Regions from separate parts of the Mus musculus genome. Here all the other regions are linked to region 3. A link is a contact called in public Hi-C, HiChIP or PLAC-seq and promoter capture Hi-C data. All regions are on one chromosome and are shown on one strand. The core of a region is the stretch at or near the end of the contact, and the rest is flanking DNA. Distances in the headings are between cores, read along the strand shown.

Region 1 (3,807 bases), core at 249-2,748, 1.4 Mb before region 3:
CTACTCCTCTGTCATTGGTAAAGTAAGCCCTCCTCAGGCCGTCATCTGATCTGCTTTCTTCACTGACGTGACCTGAGTACTCACAGGCGGTTCACATTAGCTATTTGTTGATGTTTGTTGGACAGTGTTTCATGAAGAAATTGCTTGGAGTTCTTGTCATATGTTTGCATGTCAGCCAAAGGCAACTTCCAGCGAAGTAAGAACTGAGTGGAAAGGTGAATTCCACAAATTTACCTCAGGAGCCTTATTCCTGGACCATTCACTTGGCCTGCTAATAATCCTGACCCTCGTGAGACACAACAAGAAAGTGAGTCCTGGCCATTGCCTGCTGTTCTATAGAAGCCACATGACTTGTACTTGGGCTTCATGGAGGCTTTAAGTGAGCAGAGCATCTTTGGAAGGCCCAGGGATGTTTTGAAAGTTCTGCAACTGGTAAATGATATAGAGGAATCTCTCACCATGAATCCTGATAGCCAGTCTTTTCCTTCTTCATCCAAGCTAGTTTTGGGACCCACAAGAGGAAGGTCAAGGCAGAATGGCTGGGATGACATCCAGAAACAGGGACCACAGGGATTCCAGGTTTACCATATGTTAAGGTGACCATGAGGCTTACCCAACCATGATGGAGGATTTTGCTGTCTGTGTGTGTGATTTCAGAATGAGCAAGGTGGTGCTGTTGCTAGAGATTTTGTTATTTTTCATTTAATGGTTTTGTTGCATATGTAAGTAGCGTCGGTTTACATGGAGAGCACTGGTTAGAATAATAGCACGGACTGTAGGTACTACTGCTTACAGCCTGTCTGGTTTGCTGGGCCATTTGTGTATGCATGTGTGTTGGGGGTGGTGCTCTTTAGCAGAGTGATTCTCTCTTTTGAGAAAATGTCTCCCTTTGTAGCCAAGGGTAGCTTTAACCCCTGGTCCATCTGCCTCAGCTTCCTGAGTTTTGTGACAAGCACGTGCCATACTCTGCTTCAGAGTAGGAATTCTTAGCAGGAGATAATGGCAGCCATCATGGGAACTTGGAAGGATGTTCAGCTGGCATCTTACAGGTAGAAAGCAGAGTGCTGCCAAACATCTATAGTGCACAGAACATCCCCATAGCAAATCACGATCTTGTCCAAATATTGGGGTGCTGAAGAAGGCTTGAGAAGCCTTGCCCCCCAAGAATGGCAGGAATGAATGACTGTTTCTGTCTTCCTTTTCTCCTTGTTTTTCTGAATCCTGCCTCCCCTCCCAGCTAGAGGGAGTAGAAAGAGGACTGGAAGTCTCTCTTTAGAATGTTTCTTAGGAATTAATTGGCAGAGGGAACAAGGAGTTCCAACCTCCCACGTCCGTCAGCTCACCACCTGCTGCAGCATCAATTATGTCTCGGCCCACGCCACGCCCGAAGGTTGGAGAGCTGCCGTGTGGTACTGTCGGTACTGTGGGGCTGCAGCCTTTAGACACCTTCCATGAGGCAGGCAGGGATGAGTGGTGAGCAACAAGAGGGGAGGCCGGTACTCCGTGTTGTCAGCAGCCGAGGAGCCCAGGGCGTCATGTAACCCAAATGAACTCCGGGTTTAATCTCTGCCTCTGACAGCTCCCTGGAATCGCAAGAATGCCTGAGGATATTTGTTCTAGCTCTTCCATTCAGTACTGAAATACTTTCCAAATGAAGAATAATGCTGTCAGCTACTACTCTGAGAATTAGCATATGCCTGCCGTTTGTTTCTTTCACCAATGGAGCCAGTTACAACCTCCCTTATACATAGTGTAGCGTTTCCCAGTTCTCAGAGAACAGGAACAGAAATGATCTCACATGCAACGGTTTTCACTGAATATTACATCTGAAAAAGAAGAACTTACTTTAAAGGGATTTTCTTTTTCCTGCGGTATTGGTCAGCAGAGGGGGAAGGAAAGACTCTTAAAACAATTGAGATTTCCATTTCCCAAACGCCAGAATGGTTAATGGATGGCCAGAACATTGGAGCCCTGGGGTAGCAGAGCCCTAGCTGTGTGCACAGCACTTTTTGCGTTGTCTTCTTTGTTAGTCCGGGATGAGCTAGTCGGATGGAGGTTCCCCTTGTTTAGATAACTTACTTTGCCGAATTCTAAATGTAAAGAATGGTCTCTTCTGCCGTGCCTTTGTTTAAAGGACTTTGCTGTTTGGCTTTCCTTTTAGTGTCCAAGACCCTACAATTTAGATGCCACAGCAGGTTCCTTTTTCAGGGGAAGTCCTTAAATTCTGGTGTCCCTTGAGGTTCCCTTTGAGTTTTCCACCTTTCCCATGTGCACATTTTCCATAGGTGGCTTCAGCTCTGCCCTGGAATCAGTTGCTGTTCAGCTCCTGTCTGTGTCTTTTTGATGGTGGTGGTGGTGGTGATGATGATGGTGATGATGGTGATGATGGTGATGATGATGAATGGCAAATCTATCCTCAGCCCGATGGATGTTTCAGTGTAGAGTGAGTCTAGGCTTGGATGGTGGGAAAAGCAAGACTGAGGGTGAATGTTGACTATTGTCCTTTTAGGTTGGATGTCTCCTTTGGTAAGAGTCCGATTTCATGTCCCAGATCCTGAGTTCTGTCAAGCTCTGCACTCTCTCAAGATTTACCACAGTGCCCAGCAACAGCAAACACCAAGAGGAAGGAGACTTCAGAGATGCTGAGTTTCTGTGAAATGCCTCCAGTACAACCTGACAATGGCTCCAACTATCACCTATAGTTGATCAACATCCAGCCAGGGGACCCTCAGTCTTCGTTGTACAGTAGAATAATCTAGAAGCTTTTTATAGACAGAGGTTAAGGCCTCCTTCCAGACTTCCTGAACCAAGACAATCAGGATGATGTAGGAAGATGTGCCAGCCTTTTTGTTGTTTGTCTGTCTGAAAGACCAATAGCTTGTAAGTAACCGACCAGTTGACTTGTTTCTTGATGAGAGTCCATCTTTAGCATTCAGTAGGAAAATAGGTCATTCCTACCGTCGGTCACTAGTTTAATACCATGGTCACAATGGCAAGTGACTGCTGTGTGACCAGGGCAATCATTTCTACCCACAACTTCAATCCAAATCCATATTTATTTTTGATAGATATCAAAGTGTATGTGTGTGTTTATATGTGTAAATAGTACATTTTTGCTGATCTAATTGTATGTGCGTGTGTCTTAGATACTGACTTAATTCATTATTAAAGCAGAAGTGTGATTCATTTAACTGTATTGAGACTGGGGAGCACAGTAATGAACAAAATGAATAAACATCCTTGCCCTCACAGAACTCAGGCCTTGGAGGAGACATCAATAGACAGGATAGATAAGCAAGATTTAGGACACATCCAGATGGCAGCAGGGCTATGTTAGATCTCAGTTGTTGTACAACAAATCTTCTGCAAACAGAAAGGCTAAAATAATAACAACATATTTGTTTACAGAGTCTGAGGGTCATAAGTCAAAGAGTAGCTAAGCTGGATGTGTGCAGTTTAGACTCTTGTCATGAGAGCGAGTAAAACTATTGAGAAGGTCTGTGCTAAGATGGCTTCCTGGGGCTGGAGGCTACTCTTGTAGGAGTCCTCAGTTGTTCTTCACATGCTGGCTTCTAAGAACAAGGAGAAAGCCAACCTACTTTATATGACAGCAGTCATTTCTGTGCACTCTATTTGCTGAAAGAAGAGTCCTCAAGTAGAGTTTATATTTGCAAGAAGAGCTGTTTTTAAAATCACACAAAGGTCAAGGGAATATAATACAGCAGAGGGACGAGAAACAAAGAGCTGGTGAAGGGTAGATACTGTTGTTGGTAAGCTGACAAGGAGGTCAGACTGGAGTGGAAGTTT
Region 2 (3,637 bases), core at 111-2,610, 1.3 Mb before region 3:
AGTCAGATATCTTGGAGCTGGTGTTCCACTACAGGTGAATACACCAGGAAAACTTCACGAGATTCTATGATGCCTGATGAAGCTTCATCAAGTTAAAAATCATGTTACTGATGAATAACATAGGCTGTGTGCATGCACCAGGTAGAGCCACTGTATTCCACAGGTTAGCTACATAACTATGTGGTGTGCCTGTCTTTGTGGGTTTGTGTGTGTGTGTGTGTGTGTGTGTTTGTTTTTGTTTTTGTTTTTTTTCCACATTAGTACCTTTGAGTCAGTTGGCTCATTTCCCTGGGGCTTCTGCTTCACGGATTGACTACTATTCAATAGTTTCCAGTCTGGGGTCTCCTTTTTGCTGGCTTCTGAGCTAATTACTTACTCCTGGAGTCAATTATTTTCTTCAGGGGGAGAAAGAAAAATGTAGGTGCAGTGCTGTCAGCTGGGAGCTTGTCTGTCTGTATCAGCTAGACCACAATGATCTGTTGAACATAAACAGTTTCTTGGAATATCAATACCAGACCATTCTTCGCTCTGATCATGGTTTGAGCAAGATAAAAACACGGCTTCCCTGCAAACAGGTTTGAACACATTTAGAAACAGTTAACTCAGTACAAACCAAAACTGTCACATAATCCAGCTTCTGGGGTCACCTGAGCGACTATGGCTTGCTCGGCAGTTATATGTCACCTTAGTGACACTCTTTCTCCTATAGATTAGGGAAAAATAATAATAAGATGCAAAATGATAGGTCCTGATAGGATGCCATTCACAACATACCTTGTTTCCTGGAACTTTCCTGAAAAGGATCTAAGGACTCAGATGTACCATGTCACTCTAAAACCCTCTGACGGGCATGCCTGACCCTCATTTGTATATAGTACAATTTCTAAATGTACACAGTGCATTTATACATAGTGAGTCTGATGTTGGTAGATTGGAATATAGTTGCATGTGTCTGGTGGTCTTAAGCTGGGGAGTGTCAGCTACGGAGATCTAACCTCTGTGAAGTATTCATCTCATGACAAAGGGTGACCTTGACTGATGACTCCCCAAAAATCTAATTCCATGCCTCTGAACATCCCAACCTGGAACAGATCTGTCCCGTGAGCAGATCTGGGCAATCTATTCCATTTTCAGATCAAATCAAAATCATGAAACGGCAGGGTTGTGATTTTCCCTTTAGGAGGCCACCGGGGAGCTGCTGGGTAGCATTCTGATGAGCACCCAGGGTCCTGAAGACTGGGTGGGTACCCTTTCCTGCCACATCATCCTGTCCAGAGAACTTCAGCTCCAAAGCATAACACACCTTTGAGTACTAAATTCAATTTACTATGCATCTCTGCGTAATTGACTTGGGTTTCCATTTTCCCCTCGGAAAACACTTTAACCTTCAGACACTGGGTTCTGGCCAAGGCATGGCTAACTGTAAGTTTCTTTTCACTTTGATTTCTGAAAAAAAAACTCCTATGGGCAATTTTTGGTGGGGCCTTTGTTTTGTAGGTGTGAGAACAGCATTTGCTTGTTAACTCTTGTGAAAGCTGCGGCTGAGGTTCTCTGCTGTGGTTTTGTGTTTCTGTAGCCACTCACCAAATAGTTGCTTTAAAACAAAACAAAATCAAAACAAAACAAAAACTTTTGCACTCATTCTTTTTTCCTTAATCTTTCCACTTCCAAAGTTAAAAGAGAATCCTTCAGAGAGAAAACAAACAAACTAAAAAACTTGGAACAAAATACAAAATCTCTGTTACTTGGTGTCTTTGTTTTGAGAAAATGTTACTGGTGAGACAGGCAGCTGGATTTCAATGGACATGTGAGGGGAAATTCCTATGCAAGGATGTGGCACTGCCCTGGATTTTCATCAGCATCCCATTGCTCTGTGAAGGACTTCTTTAGGATTTCTCATTTGAAAACATAAAGCAGATTTTTTAAAAATAGAAATATTAAAAATTCTTTTAAACAGGTCAACAATGTAAATAATTTGTACCTATTGTTTCTGTATTGCATGCAAAGCTTTTCACCTCTGTTGACAGAGGGTAGGTACATCTCCTAGTTCAATATTTTCACTTAAGGTTTTGAAACAAATGTAGCCCCATGCTTTCACATGGCTTTCATTAGCAGTAATTTCAAGGACGCAGAAGGCTATGCTAAAGCATCGCGAAATGATTTGGGGGGGGACACTTAGTTGTTTTCAGTTGAGTTTATTGTTTGCTTTGGCAGCATGGAAAGTATTTGAATAAATATCTTTGTACACAGGCCATTTGCTTTTTCTGAAGATTGCTGGGTTAATTCTCAAAACTGGGGTAATAGCGCTCTCTCCAGAAACCGGGGACACCGCCATGGCTTTTGTTGCCTATTACCCCAGTGCTTACCAAAGGTGGTAGGGAAGCAGCAGTGAGCACAGTTACGTCATTGAGATCTCATCAGAGCTTCATTTTATCATAAAATAAGAAAACAATGCTTATGATTCATAAAGTTTGTGTGCTTAATACGTAAAAGGGAAGTAACTTATCGAGCCTTGCCACTTTAAAGTTTTTATTTACAATCCAAATTTCAGATTCTGAAGATCAACAGAAGGGCTGTTCAGTTGTTTGTCTCGTCCCTATGATTGTGTCATTGTGAAGTACACTTAGCCCATCTGGACAAAGGCTGGACTCTTCCAGATTTAGAGGAAATGGAGGAGGGAGAAACATGGGTGACAGACCTTTTGTCTTATGAAGGAGTCAGGGTGAGAGGCCTTAACTTTTTTTTATTAGATATTTTCTTTATTTATATTTCAAATGCTATCCCCTTTCCTAGTTTCCCCTCTGAAAATCCCCTGTCCTTGTCCTCCTCCCCCTGATCCCCAACCCACCCACTCCTGATTCCTGACCCAGGCATTCCCCTATACTGGGACATAGAACCTTCACAGGACCAAGGGCCTCTCCTCCCAATGATGACCGACTAAGCCATCCTCTGCTACATATATAGCTAGAGCCATGAGTCCCACCATGTGTTTTCTTTGATTGGTGGTTTAGTCCCTGAGAACTCTTGGGTTACTGGTTAGTTCATATTGTTGTTCCTCCTATGGGGCTGCAAATCCCTTCAGCCCCTTGGGTACTTTCTCTAGCTCCTTCATTGGGGACCCTGTGCTCCATCTAATGGATGACTGTGAGCATCCACTTCTGTATTTGTCAGGCACAGGCAGAGCCTCTCAGGAGACAGCTATATCAGGCTCCTGTCAGTAAGCTCTTGTTGGCATCTGCAATAGTGTCTGGGTTTGGTGGTTGTTTATAGGATAGATCCCCAGGTGGGGCAGTTTCTGGATGGTCATTCCTAAATCTCTGCTCTAAACTTTGTCTCTGTAACTACTTCCATGGGTGTTTTGTTTCCTATTCTAAGAAGGATCAAAGTGTCTACACTTTGGTCTTCCTTCTTGAGTTTCATGTGTTTTGCAAATTGTATCTTGGGTTTTCTGAGCTTCTGGGCTAATATTCACTTATCAGAGAGTGCATATCATGTGTGTTCTTTTGTGAATGGGTTTCTTTACTTAGGATGATATCCTCCAGATCCATCCATTTGTCTAAGAATTTCATGAATTCATTTTTTGTCTTATTTATTTATTTTATTAGATATTTTCTTCATTTACATTTCAAATGTTATC
Region 3 (3,875 bases), core at 1,185-3,684:
TGGGGGTCGAAAGGCCCATCTAAAAGACACCCTGTGGGTTATTAATTTGATCAGGGAGGCTGGCTCTTCAGGCTGGGGGAGGGGTGGGAATGGGAGGCCCCTGTCCTGGCGGCCCGAGTACCCCAACTCTCTGTCTCACCCCCAGGACCTGGAATTCTGCCCACCTCCTCTCATTCTATCCCTCAAATCCAGGAAGCTAAAAACCAACCCCTTTGCCCTAGCTCTCCGAAAGATCCTTATTCCTGGGGTCTATTAATTATTCTAAAATGTAGAGCCTTGCCCGGGTCGTTCCCGCCTGGAGCTGTGCTCCCTTCTCCTCCCGGACCCCAGAGAAAAGCCCGCTACATCCACTTGGATTTATGTAAGGTGGATTAGGGACACAAAGGGAACAATAAGACCCAATTTACAAAAAAAGGGAGGGAGTAGAAAGGGAGGGTAAAAGGGAGAAAAGGAAACGTGACAGGAATAAAAAGCAACAAAATGAATTAATTTTTAAGGGAAGGAGGGGCAAGGGGGTGCAGCGCCCCCCCCGCGCCCCCCCCCCGCTTTCAACATTAGCCTACGGTTCCATCGAGCGCCTTTTTTTTTTTTTTTTTTTTTGGTCTAGGGCGCCCAGTCTTGCTTCCCAAAGAAAAAAAGAGGGGAAATTAAAGGTAAAGAAAAAAAAAAAAAAAGAATCCTAACTCTAACTACCTCTAGGTCTGGGGCGAGAGAGGTCTCTGGGGACACTTAACAAGTGTGTAAAGTAAGTAGCCATAGCCAGGAGAATGCGAGGTACGCGGTTCCGCTCAGAGGAAAAGCCCCGGGAACTGCCGAGGTGCTAAATCGAAGCCACAACCCCTGGAATGTGACGGAGTAGGGGAGAGACCACTCTTCTACCCCCACTGTCCCCTCCTCCGCCCCGGCACTGCCTGTGGGCAGGTGTACGACAAGGTCCAAACCTCTGCCTGGAGAGCTCCGGGTACCCTCTGTCTAGCCAAGCCTAAGTTGGTTTTTGGCTCCCTCCTTCGGAACAGAAAAAATGATAGTGGATTGCACAGGAATAGCTAGATGGACTGATGCCTGGGGAGACGGAGGCTGGCTGGCTGGATGGATAGATAGATGGATGTACGGAGTGGGAAGAATCGATGAGACAGATGCACAGCTAATGCGCGCAGGTTGGAACACGAACACAGGCCGGAGCCCACGTTCACACACTGTGCGCACTCGCTTACCCGGCACAAAACGTCCAGGTTCCTGCAGACACCCGCGCCAGGCACACATTTGCCCTCAAACACACACACACACACACACACACACACACACACACACACACACACACACACACGAGAGGAGGGGGAGAGAGACAGACAGAGATAGAGAGACAGGGACACATAAGGACAGAAATAGACACAGAGAGTGTTCCTTTCCCCCTAGGCCCATCACAAACTAAATGGTCACCACCTCTCCCCTCACCTCGGACAGAAAAACAGACAAACAATCCTTCCAGAACGTCGCAATAGACAAACAGAAAACGGCACACGAATGGGTCCCGTCGGTCATGCCTGTCCTTCTAGACTAGTCCAGTACCCCATACTGGAGAGAGAAGCTTACAGTGGGGTATGTTTAATTCGCTGACTGGTCCCCTAGTTTTGCTGGATGAGCTAAGGATCTGGGGTAGGGGAGAGGTAGGCCTGAGATTGCAACCTCCAGGGTGCGCGGCCCGATGGAGAAAAAGGTGTCTGAGGCCCGGTGCTAGAAATCAGGTCACCGGCGCCCGACAAGCGGCGCCACCACCGCTGCGCGCTCCGGAGACCAAGCAGCCGGGTCCCGGGAAGCGCTGCGCTGGGAAAACTTTGCAAAAACCCGGGCTCGCAAGGCTTGGACAAGAGGCCGGGCGCTCTGCGCTCTACGTTTGGGTTTCCCTTCTCGCCTGTGCTGCTGATGTAGAGGACTTTGCTCACACGTTTTTTTGTTTTGTTTTCAAATCCCGGTGTATCCCCTCGGGGCGCCTTGAGCCGGCCCTGCAGGCGGATGCTGATAAACTTTGGCCTTTCGCTACAAACTTGGGCAGAGTGGCAGCTTGCATCGGTCACCCTTCTCAGTTCAGACAGCCTGATCCTCCTCAGTCCCCACTTAAGAGGATCCCCTCTGTTCGGCACTCTTCTCCGGAGTGGGAACGCGAGGCTCATGCCGCGCTCTCCACCCCCCGCCCCCCACCCTAACTGGTTCTGAGCTCCAGAAGACCATTCATCAGTGAATCACCCCCTCCGGGTCCCGGACCGCATAAGGGCTGCCGGGCTCTTACCTTCATTCGCGGGGTATACCCTAGAACCGGTGACAGCGTCGCAAATTCCAAAGAGAAACGAAAAGAGGATGAAATAGAAAATCCCAGCCATGGTTCGCCGGTGCCAACGCTGCTCCTGCCGCTTCTATCCCAGTGGAATAAATGCTTAAGTTAGGAGTGCAGCAGTCTGAAGACATTGCCAAGAGGGTGGGACCGGCCCGTGACGTACACCCGCCAGTCCAGAGCTCGTGACCAATAGCAGTGCAGAACCAGCGCCACGTCCCCACCCCCACGGTGCAGAGCCCACCCCCGAGGTCCCGCCCCCTCCAGCCTCCGCAGGGCTCAAGGTCTCCCGAGGCTGGCTTCCCAGCAGTGATGGGTCTGTGCCCCCACGAGAGGCCCCAGACCTTGTCTCGATCCTTGGGGATCGATCCCTTGGACGGCAGAGGGAACTTCGAGAGACTCCGAAAGGACGGTGGGGAAGGCCAGAAAACGTTGGCATTCCCCGCCCGGCCCCAAGTCCGGAGGTGTGCGAGGGAGAAAAGACTCCTGTTGAGATGAAATAAGTCTGAAGTTGACCTGCACCTTGGCTCTTGCCCCTTGCCGAGGTCGTCGGGTCTCTGTACTGTCCACCCCAGCTAAGGTCGGGCGCTCTCTGCTGCACGCAGCCACCCTCACTGCCAGGTTTTGTGTCTTTATGGCGTTCCTCCGTGGGAAATGCTTTGGGCTGGGGGACTTTCGTAGCTTGATAATTCCTTTCCTTCTTAGTTACCTAGCCAGGGGGACCCAGTCATCTCCCCAGCAGCAGAGCGCGGTCACTTGTCCCCAATCTTCCTAACGTTTGGAAGTGATCCCTGGCCAGGTCCGGGTGTTCACATCGACCGAGCCCACTACGGGACTATGAAGGGAGAAATCACCTCGCGACAGCCCTAGCTACCGGGAACTCACTGTGCTTTCCAGGGAGTGTCCCTGGAACCACTTCTAGCCATTCCTGGACACTTAGGTGTAGAAGGGGAAGGTTGTAAGAATGCGAGCACCTGCTGCACAGAAGGGACAGACAGAGGGTCGCAAGCTGCCTGGAGCAGCTACTGTGGCTCTGAACTCCGAAGTCTCCCCGGTACTGATGGGGACAGTCTCCCAGGGGACCAAAATGAGAGGCTCTACCCGCAGAAACTTGTCCCACAACCCCGCGTTGTTCTGGGTGCCAACCATCGACTTCCCAGGGACGCAGACACCATCCGGTCCTCCGATGCTCAGGCCACCGGGGAAGCCAATTTGAGCGCCAACCGCAGCTCAGCTAGCTACCAAGGGACCCGCCCCAGTTGAAACTGGGTGGCTGGTCCCCAGGCGTTTGAAGGGGTGGGATTCCAAAAGATCCACCTTCCGTGCTCGCCTCAAGCTGCCCCTCCTTTGGCTCCCTCCCGGGCCAGATTTTCCTCCTCCAAGTCTGGGTCTCAGCCTGAGTGGAGTTTGAGTGGAGGCACTTTGCAAACAGCAGGGGCAGAGTATCTACGTGAACCAACCGCGCCACCTGCCGGCCAGATGCGGGAGCGCGCGGACCCGGAGCAAAGCAGAACGGACAAAGACCTCAGCCAGCCAGGCAGGTTGT
Region 4 (3,557 bases), core at 225-2,724, 1.4 Mb before region 3:
ATCTCACACCAGGAAGGCAATGGATATTTCCCTCTTGGCTTAGCTTTGAAAATACTTATGAGTTTCATTTAAATAATGTAAGGTGATGATGTTAGACAAGGGAAACCAATTAGGACTAGGAAAAGCTATTATTGCCCTTTACTTAGGATTATTCTAGAGATTACCAAAGTGGCCATGTGACTATTTTTAGCCTTAGTGTTCCACATCTGAGGATTCAACCAACCTCAAATCAGAAGTGTTAAAAACAAAATTGCCTGTATGGAACATGGGCAGATTTTTTTGTGTTCATTGTTCTGTTACTAGCATGCTGTAAGACTACTTACCTGACACTTACACTACAGCATGTATTTTAAGTAACCCACAGATGATTTAATGATCATAGGAAGAAGTGCATGTTCTATGCAAATACTATTATGTTTTATGCAAGAGACTTGAATATAATAGGTTGATCCTAGAACCATTCTCTATAGATTCTGAGGGCAGCTGTATGGGCATATACATGTTTATGCACATACACTTGTTTTTTTTCTCCTTTTCTATGGTTCTGTTAAATTTCCTGTAGAGTTGGGTAATAGATTTAAGTGCTCATTTTTAAGTCTTTAGAAATGATGTGTGTTTATTATTACTTTTACTTTTGATGCCAAAGTTGAGTTGATTATAACTTTCTTTTAATATAACTATTCAGACTTTAAGGATTTCACTGTAATTCTTATTTATTTGGTAGAAAATGCCTTTATTTCAGAGAAAGTATCTAGGCAGCAGAGTGTTGAAATTTTAAATTTCTAAATTGGTAGTTTATCACTTTTTTTTTGCCTTGGAATTAATATTTCATTTGGAAGAAAAAATTTAAAATGACCTTAAACATGATACTTTAGCACTATGTATTCTTACAGTAATTACTTGCTCTCACAGAAGCCTGAATTATCAAAGGAGTTTTGCATACCATTTGGAAAGTGGGCTGCAGAAAAGTCAGCCTGCTGTAAGACTCCTAAAGATGAGACTCTAAGTTGTTTATATTGATCTGATGACATTGTCTTATCTGCACTAAGGTTTAAAAAAAATCTCCATATCTACATTGTTTAAGGCTTTTTTTTGCATATGAAAAATAGTGTTGACAAGTAAATCTACTATGGGTAGGATTATAGCCCATGAATATGCATGATGTCTATGCTCCCTCCTATGGATTTCCTGTTGACTTCTGCAGGCTTCACTCTCTGGGAAATTTCAGCATGGAGGGAAAGAAAGTTTTACCGCCAATTTGAGTCTCAAACGCAAGATGAACAGACGTCTGTTGCATTAAAAAAGGACATAGGCATGCATTAAATCCCTTATGTCTTACTTTTTAATGATGCAATTGTGAATTATGTTCTTGTTGCATTTGTAATTAGAGGCTGTGGCAGATGGTGAAGACTTATTTTAAAGCGACGTGTCTATTAAAATAAGCCACACTGCCAAGTGATTGTTCACTGTAACGGCATCTTTACACCCCTGAAACACTCCGATGCTTTGTTGATGTGTGGTTGATTACCACAGCTGATTACATATGTGCACATATTTGCTCGGAAATGTATCAAGGATATTGGATATGTGCAATACTTTGTTTTAAAGTGTGTGTTATCACTATTATAGATAATGAAGCTCTCAATGAATTATTCAGTCACACCATCTACAAAGGGAATGTACCCAGCTCCCATTTCAATAAAATTAGGCATGAATCTTTCTAAACTGTTGAGCCTCCTTCTCCCCACACAGTGGGAGAAGCACTGAATGGAGCGTGGGGAGGTGCTGAGGATTGAAAGTCTCTATTGTCCACATCTACAAGGCCGGGAGAGTTTGAGGATGAACTCAGCCCATGGATCATGGTGGTATTTCTAGCTGAAAGTGAGACTGAAGACAGATAGGCACCGAGAGCCTGGAAAATGGAAAACATATGGTATGTGGTAGAATAGGTTCAGAGGCGGTAACAAACAGCACCCAAGTCTCACTGACTCAGAGTCATATACATTCATGTCCTCTTTGTCAACATGTCTATTGTGGATCATAAAATGTGTCTGTTTATCATAGTATACATGGAAAGAAACACAGGAGATAGAAGTGACGTCACAATATGCTTCTCCAGCCATCTCCCCCATGGAAAAATGTTGTGTAGCCTTCTATGCTAGCTTTTTCTGTTAAGAGTCACATGGCACTCTCATTGGCTAAAGAAATTCATGTGATGAAGCCTGATATTAAAAGAGCAAATAGATGCAATCCTACTATATGTTTGGAAAAAAATGTAATCCTGGTGTAATGTGCTGTGAAGAGATATTCCTTCGTGACAGTTTTTGTATTATTTTCTATGGCTGAATCATCTCTAACATCTTGCCCAGAGAGATCAACAGATGGCTCTCATATGTTCAATAGTCCATTAAATACCTTTAGGCAAAGGTACATGTTATTTGAGGGGGCAGAGGTGTCCAGTTTCATATTTTCTCACTGGTTTTCTCTTAAGATAACACTGCAACAATATGAATTCTATCATCAAGTCTGGGAGTATTAGAGTCAGCAGTGTTACATGAATTTGTGTATCTGGAGCCTTTTAACAATGTCAGTGTGGCTACCTATGGAGTCACAGCAGCATGTAGTATTTATCAAGCCCACAGAATCAGTTTTTCAGGATATAATATGCTATGGAAACATGCTAAGAAACCTGCTTGGATCTCTTCATTGAAGCCTATCTTAGTTTCGATTTTTTTTTCCTGTTGCTATGACAGAATAACCGAGAACTGGTTAGTTTATAAAGAAAAGAAATTTATTTCTTAAAATTCTGGTGGTTAGAAAGGTTAAAATCAAGGACCTTACATGAGGTCTTCCTGGTGATGACTTGAGAGGAGTCCAGAGATGCAGAGCAATACTTGGTGAGATGGTGAGACAGAATAAGCATGCCAGAGAAAGCTCACTTTTGCAACAAAGCCGCTCCCTCAATAACCCATTAACCCAAGTCTCTATTTAATCTATTAATCTATTAATCCATTAATCCATGGAGAGCTCAGTCTGCTCCTTAGGTGATTCATGACCTGATCACTTCCAAAGGCTCCACCTCCAAATTCTATTAACACATGACTTTGGGGATTGAATTTCCAGAAAATGGATTCTGAAGAACATTCAAACTGTAGCAATGCCTAACAATGGGCTTAGTCATCACCTAACTTTGGGTTTTGCACTCAGATGCTAGGAGAATGGTATACCTAGAGATGGCATGGTAGTTCCACACATTGCTCCACTGCTTGTGCCTTTGTTTACATATCTCTTTAGCTCAGCCATTTCTAACTTGTATTTTTTTGTAATATAGGTGAGATCTTTTCCCTTATTTTTTATTAAATCTTTGAGATTATTATACAAAGCATGCTGATGATATTCACTTTCTCTCTTGCTCCTCCTTAGATCTACTTCCTCTTCCCTACCCACCCAACTTTGTGTCCTTTTAATTTTTAAACTCATTAAGTAGAGTTTGTATTTCCCATATCATCTTGGATGTGTGGGCTTTATGGGATGATAGTTACCCACCAGGAGCTGTA
Region 5 (3,842 bases), core at 378-2,877, 1.1 Mb before region 3:
GAGTTGACACAAACCAGTTCTACAGGTAAAGCCTTCTGTAGGTGGGTGATGTCTCTGGGAGGTCAGAAGCTGGACAGAGAGGTGTTAGTGTGGGAAGAGGCAGAAGGAAGCTGTTTACACGGAAGATATGTCTTAGGCAATGTTGTGTGCAATCATAGTTCATCAGAAGGAAATGAAGGGCAGAGGAAGAAACAAACACTCCCACCAGAAAGAAAAGTAACACAATTACTAGAAGAAACAAAGATGGTGGCCCATAGATCAGACTCTGTGTCAGATTTTACCCAGGACTGGCTGGTTGTGATGTCCAAGTGCTGAATGAAATTAATGGGCCTTAGGAAATCCATGTCTCTGATGGCATTTTGGCCTAGTCCTATGTGTCACATGAGTAAAAATTAGTGAGAGGAAATTAGAAATACAAAGGTTGGCTGGCATGTAGATAGGCAACCAGGATTTTTGACCCACAGATATATGTGTGTGTATATATATATATATATATATATATATATATATATATATATATATATATATATATATACACATACATACATACATATATATATGTATGTATGTATGTATGTATGTATGTATATATGTTGGCTGGGACACTCCTTTTGAATCCTGTTTTAATATTTGACCATCTTTATTCCTTAAGAACAGTTATCAAATTTGTTTCCTTGTGTCTGCCTTTATTGATTACAAATGTCCTCAAATGTCAAGACCATGGAAAATGGCAACAGACTATCAATTCCTCATGTTAACAAGCACCACATTTATTCCAAAAAGATCAGGAAAAATAGGGGGGGGGGGAAGAATCACCACACAGATGATTTAAATCATACAGTTTAGAAAGATATGGAGAAGCAGGCTTTGGTTAGGGTGCAAGCTGCTTAGAATTGAATTTAATTTAAAGATGGACAGTTTTCCTATAGGGTAGGCATTTCTGTCTTCCTGAAGCCAGAATAGATTCCATCCAGATGCCTCATGTTTTTGCCCCCAGAGCAAACATTACATGGGAACTGAGCTGAAGGAGCCGAACAAAGCAACCTTGTAAATTCTAAATTCGGGTGATTGCATCATCCAAGTCCTAAACATATTAAGAGTTCAATCCAGCTTTTATTTTTATTGAGCATTTGTAACTAATTCCCACTGATCAAAGACAATTTAGTCTCTCTCTCTTCCCCCAACCCCTTGTTTTTCTTTTTGGCAAATAAATCGTATTCTGGAAGGATGACATGGGAATCACTCTTCTTTCCAGCGGCCATACAAATCTGCTATTTCAAGGAACGTGAAATGGAGGGAAGCAGTGCATTTTGGGAATTCATTAAGTGGATGAATTCATTAAATGTTGGAAGGAGATAATTTAGACCTTTTTTGTAACGCAATAATTTGCAACTGTATAATTATCAGGGTTTGCTTTAGTCTGGGACAAAAATCTGATATTTATACTTAAATGAAAATTATCTACCACTTATACTGACAAAAATATGAGCTCCTTATTTGTGGTTCTTAAGAGTGTGTGAGGTTACAGGATCTCCACTTTGCCTTTTCCTAATTAGGACTTAGTCTGGGGGTGGCTAGGATAAAGCAATGCAGCCCAGGCTACGGATGGTACCTGTGTAAGGCTTTTGATATGAATAGAAGTGGAAAATTGAATCTGGGTAAAGAACCCTAGACCTTACTCCTGGTCCCTGCATAGATGTTATGGTCTTTTGTTGAAAAATAGCAAAGGCTACAATTGCAATGAGCCTGGGGAAGATATATGTATCTGGGGTTTAGGACTCAGTCAATCGGGGGGGGGGGGAGGACACAAATGCCATGACTTTTTATTTGGTATGATGTGCAGAAATGGGAATGTGAGGAGCTGTGAAGTATATTCTTTATTAAAGAGAACTGTACCTCTAATAGGTTATTATCAATGACATAAAGGAAAGATGACATTCATTGGTTGCTGCCCTACCCTCAAATTCATAAGCATTGTCCTTCTTGGTAAACAGGCTTTCAAAGGACACTGGGAAGTTCTTCTCTGAGCTCTCAGAAGTGACCAAGATGACTGTCTGTTGACCAGGGAAGTCTGTTTGCAGGACGTTTATCTTCATAGCCTTAGTCTTAATGGCTAGGCCTCCCCTAGTTTACAAACATGAGCTCATATAGGACCACAGTCTTTACATGAGGATAATTGTGTGTTTGGTCTCTTGTGGTACACTGTCCTTTGCTTTATCACATGGTTCCCATAGGAACACTGTGAGGAGTTCCTGTCTCACATTGTTGATGTGGAAACTGCTGTACCAAGAAGCCAAGTGACCAGGTCGGTATCTCAGGGCTGGATGGTGGAGTTCAGCATGCATCTGTTGACATCAAAGTTATTCTTTGCATCCTCATGCTTGCTGATGCTTTCTGAAGGTGATCTGTCCTCTCTGAATGTCTTTGTTGACAAGTTATTGTTCCAAAGTGACACCCACCTCTTGGGACAATAACCCAGGCAAAGTTACAAAATGGAGGATTGTATTCTCCCTTCTTAGTCAGTAGAGTGAAGAACCATTGACTGTGCCTTGGGCCCATGGAAATTCTGTGCTGGAAGTATGTTGATGAGCGAGACTTTTGTGTTCCACAGGATGGTAAATGACTGTGAACAGTTATAATGTATTTTAGGTAAAATAACATCCCTAGGCAGGGATAGATTCTAAATATCCCTTCTTTGTGAAACTATTTATTAAGAGTTCATTTCATGGAATTTCAAATAGGTAGAATTCTCTGAATGGTGATTATTAGTGCAGGACCACAGGGGCATGGGAGCTGGGTGGAAAGAAATAAGGTGTACTTCCAGAGATAGGAGATAATGAGCCAGACTTGGGCTCTTCACTGGATAGATTTAATTGTCAAGTTGACACAATCTAGAATCAATGGGGAGTGTCTTATGAAAAATTCTCTAGATCAGGTTGGTCTCTGGGCATTTCTTTTTAAAATTTTTTTTATTAGATATTTTTTTATTTATATTCCAAATGTTATTCCCTTTCCTGGTTTCCCCTCTAAAACCCCCTATCCTTTTCCCTCTCCCCCTGCTCAACAACCCTGCTTCCTCACTCACTCCTGCTTCCTGGCCCTGGAATTACCCTTTACTGGGGTGTAGAACCTTCACAGGACCAAGGGCCTCTCCTCCCATTGATGACCAACTAGGCCATCCTCTACTACATATTCAGCTAGAGCCATGAGTCCTACCATGTGTCTTCTTTGGTTGGTGGTTTAGTATCAGGGAGCTCTGAGGGTACTGGTTAGTTCATATTGTTGGACTGCAAACCCCTTCAGTTCCTTGGGTACTTTCTCTAGCTCCTTCACTGGGGACCCTGTGCTCAGTCCAATGGATGGCTGTGAGCATCCACTTCTGTATTTGTCAGGCACTGGCAGAGCCTCTCAGGAGTCAGGTATATCAGTTTCCTGTTAGCAAGCTCTTGTTGGCCTCCACAATAGTGTCTGGGTTTGGTGGTTGTCTATGGGATGAATCCCCAGGTGGGGCAGTCTTGAAAATGGATATGGGAAGACCCAGCCCACTGTATAACACACTATTCTCTAGGCAGGGCTCCTGAGCAGTATAAAATAAGAGAAGACTGTATGAGAGCAAGAAAGCAAGCAGACAAGCAACTGACGATACACGCATTTGCTTCTGTCTGCTCTTGACTGTAGATATGAGGTTACCTGCTTGACCTCACCTCAATGATGGGCTAGAAGCTAGAACTGTAAGTCAAATAAATTTCTTCCTCAATTAAGTGGCTTGTCAGGGTGTTTTTTCCCAGCAACAGAAATAAACAGCAGCAGGCATTTGTATGGAAACATCCTCCTTCTCCATC
Region 6 (3,598 bases), core at 1,058-3,557, 1.5 Mb before region 3:
CTTTCATCAGCCTCCAAGTTGAACTACACAAACCTTTTTTCCTTTATAAAGTACCTAGCCTCTGGTATTTTTTTGTCACCATGACAATGGATCAATACAGGGGGCACGTCGGAGTTACCAATGGACTCTAAACCTACTTTTTATAAGTACAATCTTGGGTTCCGTTGATAGCACTTTTCCAATGGTAGGTCTAACATGGGTCAGAGCATCTTGCTTTAAAGATGTTTCACAGATGGTTCTGATCGACATCCCCTAATTGCTAATGGCCTCAAGCAGAGTCCAACTATAGAACATGCCAAATCCCAGCCTGCTGTCTGGTTTTGTGGGGCAAGAACTCATGGGGCAAGAATGACATTTATTTTTCACTTTGAGCATACATGTTACATGAGTGTGTATGTTTGTATCTGTGTGTGTTTCTGTGCGTGTGAACCTGCATACACAATATATGCATGGATGGAGGACAGAAATCAATGTTCTTTATACTCAAAAAGCTCCCTACTCTGTTTTTAAAGACAGATTTCCTCATTGAACTTGAGGTTCACTGATTGGGTAAGATGAGCTGGTAGGTGAGCTCCAGCGGTTTTCCTGTCTGTCTTTCCCGGCACTTGGACTGCAGGCATTCTCCATCATACCCATTTTCCACACTGTGCAAGCAGGCTCTTTTATCCACTGAGTCATCTCCATATCCCCTAACTCTTACATTTTTAAATGGTTGAAAAAAAAAAAATTTCAGGGATGGAGACATGGCTCAGCAGTTAAGAGCAGTGACTGCTCTTACAGGAAGACTCTGGTTGGAGTCCCTGCACTTACATGGTGGCTCACAACTATCTGTGACTGCAGTTCTAGAGGGAGCTAATATTCTCTTCCAACCTCTGCAGGCACTTCACATTCAGAGTGCAAAGACACAGCCATACCTGCAGGTGAAACACCCCCACACATAAAAGTTCATCTCAAAAACATAAAGAATATTGCACGACGTGAAAATTGTAGCAATTTTCCAGAAATGTAAGAGTAAAATATTATTGGTCCACAATACTTATGGACTAATACTTGTACTAGTATGTTTATGTAAGTCAAATGGCTGCTTTGCATTTGTCAGAGTAGTTGTGATGGAGAATGGAGAACCTAAGGAGACCCCAGGCGTTGTTTATTCTTTGGAATTTTCAGTAAAAAATAAGAAAAGACCTTCTTGCTCTGGAGCACTGTAGTGAGAACCTGAGTCCTTGGGCCAAGGGTGTACAGAAGTTCAATTCCCCAAATGCTCTGCTGCTAAAACGTCTGTAGAAAAATAACTACAATCATAGCAAGGCTTTCAGAGCAAGAGATATGGCTGAAAGACACTGTCCATGACAGGTCTTCTGTTTTACCCACTAGTGTGAATTTGACGCCTTGAAATCCTATGCCAAAGCAGCCAGAAATGCTGCGTGAAATAGGAATAAAATCTTTTTGGTGTGTGGCTAGACTATAGAGAAAGGAAAGGAAGCTGTCAGGGACATCAGACACAGTGAAAACAAAAAGAACAAGTCAGAGGGCAGAAACAATACCGAAGGAGCAAAAGGCAGTAGCTGGCCAGATCTGATATCAGTGACCTCTGGTAGGAGTGGAAGGTGGAGGGTGGAGGATGGGGGCAAGAGACAACAGTGGGCTCAGTAGGGAACTGAGTTGTAGTGCCTCCCCTAAACCTCAGGACGACTGGAGGACACCAAGCTTACTGAAAGAGTGACTTAGAAAATCATCCAAATCGAGCAAAGGAATGCGCCATCCCAGCTTTGTTTTGGCTAAGGGAAACACTCTTTCTTGAGAATTCTCAATACAAACCAGGCCTTTGAAGATCCAGGGCCTGGATCTGTATACTGTGGAAAGGCTGAAGATCACAAGAATGAGGTTTCAAGTCATTTCAAGTCTGCAGCGCTCTGGAATGTCTGAAAGCAGAGAGTATTTATCCTTCCAGGAGGAACAAACCACCCAAGTGCACATCCATGTCTCATGTAACTCCCACATGCAGTGTTGTGAGGTGAACTTGCCCACAAATAACAAGGCCTCTGAGGATGTAAGGCCAGCGAGAGCCGGGGCAACAATGAACAGCAGATGCAGGACCAGAAGAACTACAGATAGAGGAACTATTTTATACAGTGTTCACAGTGACAGAGGGATAAATCTAAAGTCTGAGGAAGAAAGAAGAGGCTATCCAAAATGATGAACTCACTTGGAAAGGAACAAGAAAGAAGTTCTAGATACAAGCTGTTTAAATAATATAATGTCAACTCAGCCCACTATGGGTGACGTAAGTGGCCATAAAATAGTTTGGGGGATGAACTGTAGTGGGCTCTGGAAGGTAAGCCAAGGAGCTTGAAACTTACTTGGGATACTCTGAAGAAACAGTGAACTCTTCTGAAAACAGTGGAAGAGGTCAGAGATTTATTCATGGACCCATCTTGTCTGACTCTAAGCCTTCCAAACTTCAGAGAACACAGTGGGTACCTTCTTGAGAGGCCCAGGACTGTTAAAAATTGAACTCGAATATCAAGGTTGAAATAAGAGACAGAGTAGTATAAGTGGCCAATCTAATTCTGTCATCAGGGGGTAGTGGGACAAAAATAACTAATTAAAGTATGTGTTAATGTGGCTAGTGAGATGTTCGAGAATGAAGATTAGAAGCCCAAGGAAAAGATAGGATATACTTTTATGTGTGTTACACACAGACAAACAGACATGCGCACACACACAGACTTGCACACACACACAGACATACATACACACACAGGTATGCAGGAAAACAGGAAAGAGAAAATGTATTAAAAGATCAGCAGTTGTAATTTAACCTCAGAGAACATTTAATATCAGTATGTTGCAGCTGAGGAAAGTTTCTCCCAGAGTATTAAATTCTCAGTAAGACAGTATTGCTGGGTTGGGGCTTATGATTAGAGCCCTTACAAAGGAGCCTGCTGGCTGTTTCTACTACACAAGGACACAGTAAGATGGTGACATCTTGGCAGAGGAGAGCAAATCTTCACTAGAGTTTTTTAAGACCTCAATTTTGGACTTTCCAACGTTCAGAACTATAACCAACAAAATTCTATTGTTTTTTTTTAAACCCCCCAGTGGTTCCAGGAATTGAAACCAGAATCCTTGTTAGTACTTTACCACTGAGCTACACTCTCAGCTCTTAAAAGTCTATTCTTTTTCTTTAATTATCAAGCCCAAAGCATTTTGTTATAGCAACTGAATGGACTAAGGTACAATACCCAGGAGTTATTGGCAAACCAATATTATATATGGGTTCCAGGACCCCTGTGGCTGGAAGAGAATCTTCAGTCATTCTAAAATCAAATCTCTGTCTTCATGATCATCCCTAAAATCTTTAGCTAGTAATACTTTCCTAATGTCTTAGTTACTTTTCTAGTGCTGTGATAAAACACCACACCAAGACAACTCACTTATACAAGAATGCATTTAATTGGGGCTTACAGTTTCAAAGGGTGAGTCCATGATCATTATGCCAGGGATCACAGAAGCAGGCAGGCATGGCTTTGGAGCCATAGCTGAGAGCTTACATCTTATCTGCATAAGACAGAGAGAGCTAACTGGGAATGGCATG
Region 7 (3,907 bases), core at 1,259-3,758, 1.3 Mb before region 3:
GAAGCGTGTGTCAGCCGATGACACGTGCTCTCCACAATTCATTCTTCCATTGAAAAAAACATTATTCTTTTAACCAAAAGATTTTCATTATTATTCTCAAAAAGTATAAATGTTTATTAGTTTATTTAATTTAGTCTGGATCTTAGGGGACCACGAATTTACTAAAAATTTGCACAAGCTGCACTATATTGCCTACCCTTTATTACATATGACTTGGAACAAGAAATACACAGCCAGTAGGTTGGCCCTGATTCTTACCTTGGGCAAGTCATTTATCTCCCTGAGCCTTGCTCTTTCCCGTAAATAAAAGGAGAAATGGAGATTATAGGCCCAGCATAGAAGGCTCAACTGAACAATAGACTTGGAAGAACTGATAACTGTTCAAACTTTGCATACACACAAAGGATTTTCATGATGGTACATGATCAGAACTGAATTGCTTTGCTCTAACCTAAGAGGCTAGAACCAGAGAAGAGTGAATGGGTGTGACACCAGTGCTTACTAAGCTAGTCCGGAACCAACTCCTTATTTACACGTGGAGTGCACACAGTCATGTGCGTGGCTCAGATCTATCAGTGCAATCCATGCTCTCCAGACAGGCAGTTTCACATAAACACTGCCAATTCATTTGCAGGTATTTGAAACCTCCATCTTTAGCTTCTCAGCTAATTTGGTACATTTGTTCATTAGTGTGTGTTCTCTTACCTAGCAATCAAATAAACAGATTTTAAAGTGGACTTATCTTATGACGTAAGCCCCATAGACTTCATTTCCTGCTGCCCAACCTTACCTCCTGGTTCTGGATCTTGCGTGCTGCTTCTGATTTTTTGGGGGGGTTCATGGCTGGGACATTTTTACACTGATCTCCAGTCCAGCTTCTTCTCTGAGTCCATTCCAGGGAATCCCCACACTGTGGAACTCCTTTCTCAGGAACTGTTGTGAAAGGAACATTTGTTATCTGCTGAAGCCTCCTGACCTCTTTCTGCCAGACAACTCTCCTCTGCCTTTCTGAGAATTACTCATCAGCAGCTGTGGCGAAACAGGAATCTCTTCTTGGGTGTAAGGCCCTGGAGTTCTTAATGTTCTCCCTACTAAGATCTTCCTCGTTTTACTCTAAGCCACAAGATCAGATTGTTTCTCCTGAGACTTTGACTTTTGAAAGGGCAAGATTTCTGGACTACGGGGGAAACCCTTTTTTTTTTTTTTGGGCCATGGTCTGTCTCCTCAAGAGGCTTGTTAGGCTGAGGCACTGAGGAGCACCCATCCATCATATTTAGCTTTTGTTCTCATCCTTTGGGTCTTATCCCTTTCTTACACTTGGGTCCCCATATACTTACATCAAGCTTCTTTTCTGCTTCAATCACACACAGTGGAGGAAATCTGAATGAGACACCCTTCTTCCATGTAGTGATGGATGTCTAAAGCTGTTCATTGAGATGTAAGTGCTTCCAGAGTGCCTATCCTTCGCAACTACACTATTCTGGCAGTCAACAGTCAATTAGGTCATCACCTTTCCAAAGTCAGGAATCATGTCTTATTTTTCTTGGAGTATCCATCACTGCCAGAGTCCTCAGTGGAACTCACCTGCCACGTATATTTGCGGCCTGGTAGGTTTCAGATGGCTTCCGAGGCATTGTACCAGTCTTAGCCCTGGAAGCTTCCAGAGCCCTGTGTTCCACAGTGCCGCAGCAAAGACGTTGGATCGGCTGTTGCTTCGAGTGCCTCTGGGCAAGTCATTAGATCTTTTTCTTTAATTTGCCTTTGCTTCCTGCAAAGGGAAAATGAGGTGAATAAATTGCCTCCATCAAGTGCAAAATTTAATGTGCTAAGTGTGCTTGTGTCTCCAGCTTCATAAAGGTATGTACTATATAAACACTACATGGGTGTAACCAGGAGCCTTTGAAAAAATCTTAATGTGAATTTATTTTGAAGAAAAAAAAAACCTATACCTATTCTTTTTATAAACATTTGTTAAGGCACGCACATTTTAATCTCCCCCAGGGATATGTTTCAGTGGGGGAAGCTTTATCTTGGCACAAGTTTAAGATCTCTGTGTCTTTCCTTTTTTCTCCACTCTCATTCACACAACACAAAATTCTCCACTACAAAGACACATGGACACATTATCTGATTAGGTCTATTTACCTTCTCTGTATATCTTTATTGGGCATCTATTGTACATGAGGTCCGTGTCAGGCTCTAAGGACATGATGTATAAAAATAGTCTCCTTGGTCACTAGGTGAGACAGATATTCGTGCATTCATGCGTGCATTCACCTATCCAACAAAGGAGCTGACTGTATCAGGCACCCTTTTAGGTTCTGGGGAACAAGAATGAATAAATAATACAAACAACTATTTGGTTCTCTAGGACACTTGCTACAGGGAAGCCATATGCTAGGTTCATTGAGAATGATGTCCCAGGGGAACTGTGCTGGGATTCAGTCTTGAAGGGCACACATGACGGAAAGTAATCGAAGTGGATGAGGACACAGGCAGGCTTATGTGCTCTGTAGAGCCGGGAGCTCTGTATAATTATAGAAGTGCTGAGGCCTGTGAAAATGGGACAGATCCAGGAACAGAAGTTCGCAGTGGCCTGACTGATCACTTTATGAATAGAAAAGAATTCCCTGGTATCCTGGGGGTGGGGGTGGGGGATGTATCTCGCTGAAGCTTTCTATTCAGAGACTTGACCTGCAGATGAGTGTGAGACAGTCGTGGCTGCCCTGTTTGTAAGAGGCATTTGACGCTGATTATCCTGCCTCTCCTTGAGAGTGGCTGTTGCAGGATTGGAAAGTCTTTGCATCAAAAGTAGCAGCTGTGTGGTGTGGTATCCCTGTGCTTCTCTTGTAGGCAGAGGGCGTTTTTATTATTTCAAGATGCAAGCCAAGTATTATCAGAAGGTGCTGGAGCTTGGGAGTTACCAAAATTTTGGATGATTCACAATGCAGGCTGTTAAACAGCATGACATCTTGATTTAACACTCCCCTGGCTAAGAAGCCAACACAGCAGTTTTAAAAACTGTACCCATGACTATGTGTGGGTCACTTCTGAGCCATTTGTATGTAATTTAGGATTTATTGAATTTTTTGGAGCATTCATATGTAATTCCAGACTTAACAGTTGCTCTGCAAACTATCAAATATTTATATTGTTTTCTTCAGATGTATTTATTATTTACTGTACATTCTATGAAATATTTACACCGATTTTTTAAAAAGAAGAGATATATATTATTTACACCGCCTTGAAGTTCCTCTCAACATAAGTAAAATGATAAGTTGAGGCTTAAAGACTCCCAAGGATGCTGCTCAGGGTTTGTCGGCAACCACACGGAGGCTCTGTCCCAGAAGAAAACACCTGGCAATAGCATTACGCAATTAAAGCTGATGTTTGGGACCACCCAGCTCTCTGTGGAGCTCCGACTTCCTCTAGCTCGCCAGTCTCAATTGGCAGAAGGGAAATTTAAAACAGCTCCTCCCAATGTCTCTCCTTGCCCTCCCAGGGTTCCAGGTGTCTTTACCACGCAGGCAGCACCTCCCGCCCATGTCTCTCTGGGACCTGGAACATCCCCCAAAGTGCAGAAGGAAATGCAATATAGAGCTTCCTAGATTACACCAGACTCCACTGGCTGTGTCACCAATCCCAGGCATTCCACTCTCTTCCTTATCCTAGGGAATTTCTGAAGGAGTCAGAGGCATAGCCTGGTCATCTATGCTCTTAAATACGTGCCTGTTGGTTCCGATTATCAGTTAAATGTGGGGACTTTTGGAAGAGAACCTTATGTATGTCATTTTCAGTATCATCCACACTTGAAACATCCTTGGATGATCCTGGATTCCCTCCTATCTGGCTGTCAGCCCTCTCTTACCTGGTCTGCAGATGTCTGAGCAAGTCTTCCCCTTGC

The links. Promoter capture Hi-C pulls out the DNA fragments that hold promoters and counts their contacts. A called contact is a pair of places that touch in the nucleus more often than the background predicts. HiChIP or PLAC-seq counts read pairs in DNA pulled down with a chosen protein or histone mark.
Region 1: a promoter capture Hi-C map of hippocampal neurons shows a contact between it and region 3, with 37 times the contacts expected there. The contact joins the enhancer-like site here to the promoter of Epha4 in region 3. A contact is called at or near these places in 2 of 39 promoter capture datasets (hippocampal neurons and liver), 11 of 484 Hi-C or Micro-C datasets (cardiomyocytes, cerebellar granule neurons, cerebral cortex and 7 more) and 15 of 115 datasets of contacts at active chromatin or transcription factors (astrocytes, craniofacial prominence, embryonic forebrain and 10 more).
Region 2: an H3K4me3 HiChIP or PLAC-seq map of embryonic forebrain shows a contact between it and region 3, with 11 times the contacts expected there. The contact joins the enhancer-like site here to the promoter of Epha4 in region 3. A contact is called at or near these places in 6 of 39 promoter capture datasets (the 3T3-L1 cell line, cranial neural crest, hippocampal neurons and 2 more), 8 of 484 Hi-C or Micro-C datasets (the HL-1 cell line, cerebral cortex, cumulus cells and 4 more), 10 of 115 datasets of contacts at active chromatin or transcription factors (astrocytes, embryonic forebrain, embryonic hindbrain and 5 more) and 1 of 9 other capture datasets (liver).
Region 4: a Hi-C map of cortical neurons shows a contact between it and region 3, with 4 times the contacts expected there. The contact joins the enhancer-like site here to the promoter of Epha4 in region 3. A contact is called at or near these places in 1 of 39 promoter capture datasets (hippocampal neurons), 7 of 484 Hi-C or Micro-C datasets (the HL-1 cell line, adipose-derived mesenchymal stem cells, cerebral cortex and 2 more), 9 of 115 datasets of contacts at active chromatin or transcription factors (astrocytes, differentiating embryonic stem cells, embryonic forebrain and 6 more) and 1 of 9 other capture datasets (embryonic stem cells).
Region 5: an H3K4me3 HiChIP or PLAC-seq map of embryonic forebrain shows a contact between it and region 3, with 9 times the contacts expected there. The contact joins the enhancer-like site here to the promoter of Epha4 in region 3. A contact is called at or near these places in 5 of 39 promoter capture datasets (the SN4741 cell line, cranial neural crest, hippocampal neurons and 1 more), 7 of 484 Hi-C or Micro-C datasets (cerebral cortex, cortical neurons, embryonic fibroblasts and 3 more), 10 of 115 datasets of contacts at active chromatin or transcription factors (SST interneurons, astrocytes, embryonic forebrain and 6 more) and 1 of 9 other capture datasets (embryonic stem cells).
Region 6: an H3K4me3 HiChIP or PLAC-seq map of embryonic stem cells shows a contact between it and region 3, with 15 times the contacts expected there. The contact joins the enhancer-like site here to the promoter of Epha4 in region 3. A contact is called at or near these places in 6 of 39 promoter capture datasets (the SN4741 cell line, cranial neural crest, hippocampal neurons and 2 more), 5 of 484 Hi-C or Micro-C datasets (the HL-1 cell line, Sertoli cells, cardiomyocytes and 2 more), 15 of 115 datasets of contacts at active chromatin or transcription factors (astrocytes, embryonic forebrain, embryonic limb bud and 7 more) and 1 of 9 other capture datasets (embryonic stem cells).
Region 7: a contact with region 3 is called in an H3K4me3 HiChIP or PLAC-seq map of embryonic limb bud, with 6 times the contacts expected there. The contact joins the enhancer-like site here to the promoter of Epha4 in region 3. A contact is called at or near these places in 5 of 39 promoter capture datasets (cranial neural crest, embryonic stem cells, hippocampal neurons and 2 more), 10 of 115 datasets of contacts at active chromatin or transcription factors (SST interneurons, astrocytes, craniofacial prominence and 7 more) and 2 of 9 other capture datasets (adipose tissue and embryonic stem cells).

The regions. Positions count from the first base shown.
Region 1 is chr1:76,069,558-76,073,364 of GRCm38.p6, forward strand. All of the region lies in intron 5 of Gm32622 (a long non-coding RNA gene), which reads left to right. Among named protein-coding and RNA genes, the nearest start is that of Gm32737, 24 kb to the right of the region's middle. Within about 2 kb of position 1,499, at least 31 of the 459 cell types and tissues checked have an H3K27ac peak or open chromatin away from gene starts, as enhancers often do. A contact at or near this core is called in cerebral cortex, cortical neurons, forebrain and 3 more, where this site is marked.
Region 2 is chr1:76,224,026-76,227,662 of GRCm38.p6, forward strand. No RefSeq gene overlaps it. Among named protein-coding and RNA genes, the nearest start is that of Gm32737, 130 kb to the left of the region's middle. Within about 2 kb of position 1,361, at least 2 of the 459 cell types and tissues checked have an H3K27ac peak or open chromatin away from gene starts, as enhancers often do.
Region 3 is chr1:77,512,654-77,516,528 of GRCm38.p6, forward strand. It overlaps Epha4 (Eph receptor A4), which reads right to left and starts at 2,435. Exons shown (of 18, transcript NM_007936.3): 1 at 2,288-2,435. The coding sequence starts at 2,378.
Region 4 is chr1:76,155,052-76,158,608 of GRCm38.p6, forward strand. No RefSeq gene overlaps it. Among named protein-coding and RNA genes, the nearest start is that of Gm32737, 62 kb to the left of the region's middle. Within about 2 kb of position 1,475, at least 1 of the 459 cell types and tissues checked has an H3K27ac peak or open chromatin away from gene starts, as enhancers often do. A contact at or near this core is called in cortical neurons, where this site is marked.
Region 5 is chr1:76,429,229-76,433,070 of GRCm38.p6, forward strand. No RefSeq gene overlaps it. Among named protein-coding and RNA genes, the nearest start is that of Gm17751, 58 kb to the right of the region's middle. Within about 2 kb of position 1,628, at least 2 of the 459 cell types and tissues checked have an H3K27ac peak or open chromatin away from gene starts, as enhancers often do. A contact at or near this core is called in embryonic forebrain, where this site is marked.
Region 6 is chr1:75,986,689-75,990,286 of GRCm38.p6, forward strand. All of the region lies in intron 3 of Gm32622 (a long non-coding RNA gene), which reads left to right. Among named protein-coding and RNA genes, the nearest start is that of Gm29065, 31 kb to the right of the region's middle. Within about 2 kb of position 2,308, at least 2 of the 459 cell types and tissues checked have an H3K27ac peak or open chromatin away from gene starts, as enhancers often do.
Region 7 is chr1:76,243,898-76,247,804 of GRCm38.p6, forward strand. No RefSeq gene overlaps it. Among named protein-coding and RNA genes, the nearest start is that of Gm32737, 150 kb to the left of the region's middle. Within about 2 kb of position 2,509, at least 16 of the 459 cell types and tissues checked have an H3K27ac peak or open chromatin away from gene starts, as enhancers often do.